2 separate regions of the Drosophila melanogaster genome follow, and region 2 is linked to region 1. A link is a contact called in public Hi-C data. All regions are on one chromosome and are shown on one strand. Each heading gives the region's core, a stretch centred on a gene start, on an enhancer-like site or on the middle of the called end of the contact. The rest is flanking DNA. Distances are from core to core; before and after follow the strand shown. Region 1 holds the start of CG31612. Region 2 holds the start of CG11629.

What was found. A called contact is a pair of places that touch in the nucleus more often than the background predicts.
Region 2: a Hi-C map of the Kc167 cell line shows a contact between it and region 1, with 3 times the contacts expected there. The contact joins the promoter of CG11629 here to the promoter of CG31612 in region 1. A contact is called at or near these places in 1 of 1 datasets of contacts at CTCF or cohesin (the Kc167 cell line), 30 of 107 Hi-C or Micro-C datasets (the Kc167 cell line, the ML-DmBG3-c2 cell line, the OSC cell line and 14 more) and 1 of 6 datasets of contacts at active chromatin or transcription factors (the Kc167 cell line).

The regions. Positions count from the first base shown.
Region 1 is chr2L:21,793,746-21,799,212 of dm6, reverse strand. It overlaps CG31612, which reads left to right and starts at 3,766. Exons shown (of 4, transcript NM_165400.3): 1 at 3,766-3,819. It overlaps lncRNA:CR44269 (long non-coding RNA:CR44269), which reads left to right and starts at 101. Exons shown (of 2, transcript NR_124419.1): 1 at 101-192; 2 at 262-1,170.
Region 2 is chr2L:21,896,463-21,901,248 of dm6, reverse strand. CG11629 reads left to right here and starts at 2,960. Exons shown (of 1, transcript NM_136281.2): 1 at 2,960-4,583. The coding sequence starts at 2,988. The coding sequence ends at 4,379.

The sequences.
Region 1 (5,467 bases), core at 2,517-5,016:
AGCAGCAGTAGATGGCGCACGCGAAATTGATTGATTGTTAATCAGAAACTGAGTAAGCCACACAACTGAAAATTGACAGAATTTAAAAAAATATTACCAACTTCAATTGTCTATATAATTCATATTTCAAAAATATATGATAAATGATATAGGAAATGAACGCTTTAGTAATTATCAGGCCCTTTTTGCGAAGTAAGTCAGCGATTTTCGCTTGCATGCTACAGCTAGTCGCTCCACGCCCACCAATTCTCATCTTTTTAGAAGCCTGCACAATGAAGATCCGAGATGCGATCACTAAATAGTGATCCTCTGGTGCTGTTCGAGCATTTCAAAATATTTTAATCGTGGATTTCAGTGGATGTGAAGATTTATGAACATAATAATAACAAATTTGCTAATTGATTTATTGTCGAGTGTATAAACACCATTCGCTTAATTTATGCCGCTGCCGTCTGAGTATTCCTTCCTTTTGTACTTCCTTTGAACCAGCTCGGAGTCAGCGAATTTATGCACTGGAGGAGCAACCAGTGAGCTAAAGCAATCAGGCCGGGCATCGAACGACGAGCACTGGGCGCGCATTTTGGGATGGGATGATGTACGACGAATGTCCTGCTACAGTCGCAAGCACACACACTCACACTGGTGCACAAACCGTTCATTATAAAGGAGTCAGGTCGTCAGGTGAGCTGAGCGAGAGACAACGCAACCGCAGGCAATCACTGGCAACAGGCAACACAAATTAATTATTAATCAACGGGAGAAGAAGCATCTGAAGGAAGTGGGGACCGTAACCCTCCCCTTCAACGCTCGATCCGCGATCGTCCAGCCACGAGAGTGATTTATGCCCTCAAGTCTCTGCTCCCAGAGCTAACGAATCTCAGAAAGCCAGCCCCTATCCAAGCCCCAATGCCAGACCGAAACCAACTGACAATGTTCCGGCCAAGATGGACGATGCCGATGGACGGCGATGGAGATGAAGACTAAGCCCAAAACCAAGACGAAGACGAAGGCCATGCAATCAAGCCCGGCCAACACTCAGCGGTAGATCGCACACAAGGTCAAGCACTCAAGCAAAAATGCCGGTGCTTGATTTTTAATTTAGTTTTAATTTTTTTTATATATTTTTTAAATACTTGGCTTTAAACAACATATGAAGCGATTAAATTAAACAGATTAACTTACATATAGCATTTGGGTATGGGAAAAACTTTTATTGTTATTATTTGCCATTGACTTATGGATTACCCAGATTTTTTAGAATGTAGGGAACTTTCATATTCTTAAAACGGGGATTTTCTTTAGTTTTATTATTGCGTTTTATTAGCAGATATCAATTTAATTCAATACAAGAGAGAAGGCTATAGTCGAGTTCCCCGACTATCAGATACCCGTTACTCAGCTAGTGTGAATCCAAACGCGAAATTTTATAATTTTTCTGGAATATCGGTATCGATATTGGGAAATAAAATGAGAACAAATTATAAAATTGTTCAAAAGTGTAGGCGTGAGCGGATCGGCGGCTTTTGGGCGTTAAAGCCATGGCAAACATTTTTTGCAAATCGATAGAAATTTTTAAGACTTATAAATTTATGGAAAAATTTCGAATTTCGAAATTTCGTTTTGTGCGGCTTGTGGGCGTAAGCCACTAACATGGGTCAACAAACTTGCGCTGCGGCTTTGGGTCTAGAATCTGTATGCTCTCTCTTTTATAGTTCCTGAGATCTCGACGTTCATACGGATAGACGGACATAACTATATCGACTCGGCTATTGATCCTGATCAATAATTTATATACTTTATATAGTCGAAAATGCTTTCTTCATCCAACGAATCTTTTGTAGTATACCCTTTTACTGTACAAGAGCGAACGCTGTAGTCGTGCTCCACGGGGTGTACGAAGGGCACAAGATATACTTCATTTGATTAAAACTGATTCTACATTCTTATCTAGTACACTTACAATCTAGTATACTTACATATATTTACTGTCCTGATGTAGGGTAGCGATGACTCGTTTTTCTCGCTTGGTTTCGGAATCTGACTAAAATATTGAGAAACTGTAATATATAACCAATATTTTTCGTTGGCTATAATGTCTGCTGCAGGGCGTCCAGCAAGAAGACTTCGCCGCTCTGTGAGCCTTTTGGTTCCACCCATATCAGTCAGCCCCCAAGTACGTCAGTCAGTCAGCGAATGGATGTTGTCCGTTGGTCCGGAGTCAGTCCGCCCGTCCGACTCTGACTGCCCATCGCACATGCAATGGCCGCAGCATTATCATTTGGGATACTCAGATCTTGGCGTGTCGAATTCAGCTTGCGGTGTCCGGGGTCCGCGCGGCGGATTGTGGAGATGGTATGGGAGGGCCTCAAGTTGCAACACAGACACTGGGCGAATCAGAAATGCCAGAATTGAAATCGCAGTTTAAATCATTTCTCGGTGGAACTGCTGCTTCTTCAGCGCCTCCTCGCCTACATGGTGCCCAGTCACAATCGCCTCAAATCTCGAATAACAAATCGCATAATTACGGGGAAGCGGCTGTCCATTGCGTACCCTCTCGCTCCCACTCTCTGCCATCAGTGCGTCCCGCTCTAGTCTTCTGCCTGGCAGCCAAACGAAGACGAAGGAGCGAAGGCTCGAGACGGCGATGCAATTCGGATATGAAATATTTTAGCTAAATGGCAGCCGAAGAAACAAAAATGTGGGATTGAAGCGTATAAATCAGCGGGTATTCGCTCCGTTGCCCTCTGGAGCCCACCTCTCATTTCGGTCCTTTGGATGCTGCATCAATATGTGGATGTGCAGCGGCTGTGTGGTGTCTATGTGAAGCATAAAATCAACCTGAGGCGATAAATCGAAAAGATTTTGCGCTGAACACGCAATTAGTTCACCTCTAGTGGAGGATTCCAATGACATGGAAAAATGGTTTTGATTTCGCAATATAAATGGATTTGCCTTGTGTCCCCGATTTCTATGGACACAACTGAAGGCAGAATATGTGTGAAATGTTTTCTTTGATTGGTGAATTAACATTCTTTTCTTTCTCTATCTACTATAATATACAATATTTTTTATTTATTTTTTTTTTAATTATTGCTCTTTTAAATATACGAACCAAACACACGTTAGAAAATATTGATATTTTCGGGACTTTACGTTGGACAAAACCAGACACTGCTATTCTTATGAACAGCATAAAAGTTGTGAATTTGCTCAAGAATTTAAGCAGAAAAGGATAACATGAAAAACTATTGGGATTTTCTTTTTATTCCTATATACACATTCCATTTTACAAAAATAAGTGAAATAAAAAGTCGATTCCAAAAAGGGAAAATACCTTTGTATTTCTTAGTTTCCCTCGCACTGCTATTTTATTGAACACAGCTGTAAATACATACATATCTGGGACACAAACGATGAGACACAACTGCGAAACATATTCTACACCTTAAAATATTTAAATAAGAAGTAAAAAAGAGTTGAGTAAAAAAACTAGACAGAACCGATCCAAATATTCTTTATTAAGATCAATAGCCATCTCAATCTATCCGTTCGTATTAACCTCGAGACCCCAATAGACCTTAACCGTTAGGAATTATAGCTCGATAAATGTATATATGAAAAAGATCACGAAGTCCAATCAAAAAAAATTGTAAGTAAATTACCCCCTAATCAGAAATCTCTGGTGTTTTTCGAACTTAAAAACCACTCAAATATTCGAACTTCTCTCTCTCAGTTGCACAAACGATTTCGAATTTCGAACTTCTTGTGGGAGAAGCAACTCGTCGCGTGCGTCGTACGCTTGCTGGTGAAAAGTGCGCTGTGAATTATGTTTTATTATCTGTGTTTTACAGTTTGTTCTATCGAATTTAAATGAAAATACGCATCAGCAACAGTGTTTAAGCTCTGCTTTGATGAGAAAAAACTATTTCCTCTAATCCAACCTTGCTACTTGCACTCCGATCCACAGGTTCGTAATATACATATGTATACCCCAAAATTATAAAATAAAATGAACATATTTATGTTTCGACTTGAACTAAGGTAAATACTATGGAATTATTGTTTGGTAAATACATTTTGGTTGCTTTTGGCCATTAAATTGTCATTAATTAAAGGTTTGCTTGCATACCGACAAAAATCAGCTGTTTTGCGGTTTGTAGGGTCAGTGGCGTACATCTCAAGAGGGGGTTAAAACATTTTCGTGTAAGCTAACAACTTGAAAGAATCTATTAGTGGTTGATATGGTACCTATGTTTTGTGAGTACGTTTAAGAACTAATAAATAAATATTTCGTTGTTTATTATTAGCGAAATGTTACCATATATTTTGTAACAATTTCCTAGTTCGAGACCCTCATCCGAACGCCTCTGTCCACAGACTGTTTTCGAAAATTCGACAAGCGAAAGAGCAAGAACAGTTATTGTCTCGTGAGCACAAGAGCGCGACCGGTTTCTGTTTCGCTCTCGCATGTTTGAGTGATTTCGAAAGATGGATGAGTTACTTCGAATTTTATGGGAGAAACAAATTTAATTCCATTTGTCGCCATTTCTGAAAAAATTAATCATTTTACAAATTAAATCGGAAGAAAATAAAATGAAATAAAAAATAAAGGTAAACCAACAATGCGTCGACGAATACATAGTAACGAAAAAATTCACTTTTGTTAAGTTTTTTCAAACATTTAACGTACATGTACATGATTTAAAATATTATTCTTTGCTATTCAAAAAATGTTACTAGGATTGCATCTCCCTAGGATAATATATTATTAAATAAACAATTACACGGAAAACTTGTTTTTTTCTACACCTATTACTTGTTGTTTAAAAAGGACATAGAGAGAAGAGTTGGTCCGTTTGATGGTCGAGACTTCGGAAACTAAAAAAGCCGAAATTTTTAGCTATCAAGGTTTTTGCAGAATGTTGCCGAGCCCACGTCAACGTCCACAAAACCGCCAAAAAATTTACTCCCACACTTTTACAAAATGTTTTCAGTTTTCTGCCCTTATAGTAAAATGGTATACTAGATTCGTTGAAAGAATATATGTACATATTCATAAGTAGATATTATTATAGATGATACTTATGTAGTAGCTCATTTTCATTATGTGTTATCTATAGGAGCTGTATTTGCTATTATATCAGGTTTAATTCATTGATACATATGTATCAATATATGTACATATGTATCATTCATTGATAGCCCAGTCGATCTGGCCATATACATATGCCCGTCGTTATAAACGTCGAGATCAGGAGACTAAGCATACAGATTCTAGAGACATTGTAATAGAAATGTCAATTGCCAATTTTTATAGATTCTTTGTACCAAAAACATTTTGTTTACGCCCCTCCTAACTACCTACAAAACGCACAAAACGGCCAGGACAACATATTAGAACAATTTTGTCATATCTTCTCATTTTATTTGCCAAAATCGATATAATAAATATCGCTATGACAAAAAA
Region 2 (4,786 bases), core at 1,711-4,210, 100 kb before region 1:
TGGTCTGAAGGGAACTTAACATAATTATTTGTAGCATACAGTCTAGTATATGCTCTAAGGACATAATAGATGTAACCATTAATTACTCAATTCCTTACCATTCATAATTGATTGATGTAAATGATACAGTTCAATATTCCTGTTTCCAAGCTCGATCATTTACAATATATGAATAATAGATGGATTGTGATTTTTTCTCATTACTATTAGTGGTTCTCTTAGTTGTCTTGGCTGAAATTTTTAAATTTTAAAATAAAAAGGCAAGTCATTTTTTAAAGCTGTGCTCGTCGGCACTACAATCGGCATGCGCATCTCAAATTTTTCAACTTTTATAGTTTCCGAAATGGAATCGTTCCTACGGTCATATAGACGGCGGGCAGACGGACATGCCCAGATCGACTCTAGTAATCCTGAGTAAATCCCATGAGTGAATAGGATGCAAAACAACATTCGACAGTTTTATTTTTTTTTTTTTTTGAAGAAACCGATAAGATTTACATAAATACTAAATTCGTACATGGGTAAGTGATGCGACATTTTTTTACTTCTTACTTTTACCTCTTATATTATATTTTATATGATCAATAATCGAGTCGATCTAGCTATGTCCGTCTGTCCGTATGAGATGCAGCATACAAATTCTAGAGACAAAGACGCAGCGCAAGTTTTTTTACCCACGTTGCAACGCCCACTCAAACGCCCACAAATCCCACTGAACTGCCGTGCCCACACTTTTGAAGGACGTGTTGATATTTTTCACATTTCTATTTGTCTTGTAAATTTCTATCGATTTGCAAAAAAAAAAAACTTTTACCCACACTTTTGAACCAATTCTAAATTTTTTTCTCATTTTATTCCCAATTATCATTTATCAATATCTCAGAAAAATTAATCAATTTTGCGTTTGCATTCACACTAGGTAAATAACGGGTATCTGATAGTCGGGGAACTCGACTATAGTATTCTCTCTTGTTTTCTGCTTAATTAGGTAAATATACATACACATATTTTTCATATTTTCAAAATAACTGTTTCCTTATTTAACGTGGTGGTTTTCTCCAAGCTTTATTGGTGTATATTACAATGTGATAATATAGCATACATATAGCTTACAAGATTCTACTATCCTTGAATTGTAGGATGTTCTCAAAAACAAGGATAACATTTGAAATTTGAAAAAGACAAATAATAAAATGAAGCAGTTTCCACAGTGTGGGCGTGAACAGTATTTTTCCTCTGAACAAACTACTTTTTCACAGTCTCGCACTCGTGCCTCCAAAATATCCGAAATTTTAGGTCGAACATCTTGCAACGTTCTTGTGCTTATGGAAGTCTTATCTACTATCTACTGATCATCAAATGCGACCAATATTGTCGTTAACCAGCTAATACTCTCCAACTCCAATTGTGATACTATAATTATCTGTAAACGTAAATACGATTTCAGATTCCTTACCAACGGAATTTGCTGTGAACTTTCGTCGAACGTTGTTTTGAAATCCCAACCGACACAAGCTACTGGGGTTTTGTTTATTGTGCGTTGTTAGTATGTGTGTGAGTGGGGTGCTGCGGAAGTCGTGCGTCGACGCCTCTGCCGTTTACGCCGTCGAAGAAGAAGAAGTGCCGGTAATTCAGCACTTGCAGCGCTGTTTGCTGGTGTGTGTGCGTGTGTGGTTTGGGTTTGTTTGCGTTTTTGTTTCTCCCAATTGAACGCTCTCTCGTGCAGCGCTGTTTCCAATCAGAGGGGAAGAGAGAGAAAGAGAGAGAGAGAGAGAACAAAAGAGCGAAATTCCTATTAGTTTACTCTTTATTTCCCCTTTTGCAGAGACAGCTGCGGTTTCATTTCAGCCGTTCCTATTGCCCCGTTTTTCCCCTTATACAGCGTTTGCTCACCCCCGTCACTTTTCAGATCTGCTTTGCTTTCCCCTCTGTCAAGCAGCGGCGCACAACGCGGTCTCGCTCTCGCACCCAATAGAATTGGGCTAGATTAAGTTTTGTTTCTTTTCCCCCTTTTAGTTGTTTGGTTTTTTGAGTTTTCCTTGTTCTTGCCTTCGCGGAGGGTTAATTGTTGTTGGTGCCAAAGTGAAGCACAATGGTTGACGGGGAGGTGTATTGTCATTTACCGTCCAGCTTTTTTTTTGCAATCCTCAAGCTGACGGTTATTTCACAGTTCTCCCTTCTGCCTACCTTCACCTAGCTACACCAACATGTGTATACACGTATAATAGTTCGTCCCCAGGTGAGAATGCATCAATACACATCATATGTACATATGTATGTGTAACAAAATACAACATATGTACATATGTATTTTGATGCCTTATACAAATTATAAGGGATCTCGCATACGTATGTACATACATACCGAGAGTAAGTTTTCTCTATTTTTGACAGCTAATTTCAATTTGAGTAGCCCAGTTATGAGAACGATGAAGATCGTAACTGTGTAACTATGCAACATAAACCTGAATCGCAGACAGTTATCTGAATTAATCTGAACAGGCGGAAAGAAAGAAAGATATAAAACGGTCTGTTCATTAACAACATTTAACATTTAAAAGTAAACAATTTTAACGCAAAGCCCAATTGAAAAATAAGTAATATATAACTATTATAGTTCGTGACAGAAGAGTCGAATCGATTATGACTGGCATTTTTGTTTTGTAAATGTCTTTCAAATGTATCCACGTTGTCACAACCGTCGAGATTTCGTACTGGTTTTGCTGAAGACGACTATCCCGCGTTAGCCAGACTGCGTAGCGGATTTGTGGTATCTGCCAGGTGGATCAATTCCTGCCGACCACTTCTAGCACAGGAACATTACAAAAAGTTAAGCAGAGCTGGGATTAATCCGATTGAGTGGCTTGGACATATTGGACAAATACATATGTGCATTTTCTCACTTGAGACGCCCTTTACAAATTTCATATGACAGTTCTATTTTAGTTGGGGAAAATATATTTTGAACTAAAACAGTTATTGCGAGAATGCTCAGCCTGAGGAATGGAATCTTCGCGGGCAATCTTCTCGGCAGCGGCTTTTGCCTTCAGCGATTTGCGCCCTGTGCCTGTCGCTCTTCGCGAAAGCCTCCGGCGGGAAACTCCCCGAAGAACCCATACAAGCAGCTGAACAATGACTCGGTGGAGGAGAAACGCCTGTCGGTCCTGATGGAGCTGGGGTGTCGATGTCCGCAGAAGTCGCACAAGGAGCGTTGGTTCCTCACCAACCAGCGCATTATTTTGGCCCTGGCCACGACCCTGAATCGTCCGCCGGATTTGGTGTCAGACTTTTTGCACACACTGACCCTCCAGAACTTTTCAGAGATCCTTCATCCCGCCGAGACGGAGACCTTAAGCCCCTCTTGTAGAGTTCCCTTTGTGAACTGCGGTGCCTGTGAGAACTTTATGAGAATTTTCGATACTCATGGGAATGTAAGGAGCCGCCTTAGCCAGGACTCACTGCAGCTACTAATGAGCGCCGTGCAAACTGTTTTGAAGCAATCTCCACCCACTGAGCTCCGTGCATTTGATGCAGGCGTTAGCGGCCTACGAGGGACACTTAAAAGGGATTCCATAGCGCGTAGAGCTGGTATCGATCACGACTCAATCGCTCGTCAAAACGGCAGGAGGCGATTAAGAAACTCGGAAGCCAGGGCCTCAGAAAACAGAAGTCATCTCAACACCGGCCTGGAGCAACGCACAGCAGGAGATCCTGGATATGTTTTTGGATCCAGCCTTGAGTCCGCGGGCTTAGATGTCATGCACACGCCCGAAAAATGGGTTTTCACGGATTCTTTAGCTTTAGAGCGGACCAGGCGGCTCGCCAAATTGCTCATTCGCGTTAATGATAAGACTTATCTGACGCGCGATACTGAGAAACTAATAACTGCCATCAAAGACCTCAAATTGGACAGCAATGTCACAAATCCAAAAAAACAGCCGCCACGGCATAGCATCAAGGCCAATGTAAATTCCGATTCGTACTATGAAAGAGTCAAGGCTTCTGCTTCGAAAGCCGTGCTCAAGAGCCACTCGGCACGCGGCTCGAAGAAAAGGAAGAAGGCCAGCGATGTTGAGCCTGTTCCTAAGCGGACCACGAACCGAGTGTATTATGGCGATCCGCTCCCGGTGCTCCTGCACGAACCATTTAATCGTGAAAAGCCGTGGACGTGGTTGCGCCGACATCCCCAGCAGATGCGCATGGATGAAAAGGGTCAGGTGACACAGGGAAATATCCGTCGCTACCGGCGCCAAACCGTAGAGCAGATGATGCAGAAAGCTAAGGAGCGATCATCGGTGATCACTGTGATCTCAACAGGTGACGAAAACGATTCCGTGAATGCGCAGCCCATGTTTGGTCAGGAAACTTCCGGGAACTAAAACAAGGGCTCTCCCGACCGTGAATTTTTAAAATTCCTTGGTAACGAAAATACTCGAAATTCGCATGGCAAATATTCTGTATGCATGTCAGTGATCCATGAACATTTATAATTCAATAAGGATACTCCACATAACGTGCATAAATAAAAATGAAATACATTTTCCTATTGCAACTTGGAAATGTATTTAAATATGCTTAGATATACTTATAGCATTTCAATGTGTTTTTGAAGTGCAAGCTTCTGAAAGCCAAATAATCAAATGTACAAATTACTTGATGGTTAGATCGTAGTCCCTCTTCAGTTGCCGTCCCAAAATTTGATGTTAAAGCTTGCTTTTTCGATAGTTTACCGCCCTGCGGTGCGTCTATTAAATGTGCCATCCAATGGCATTGGAAATCTGCCTAA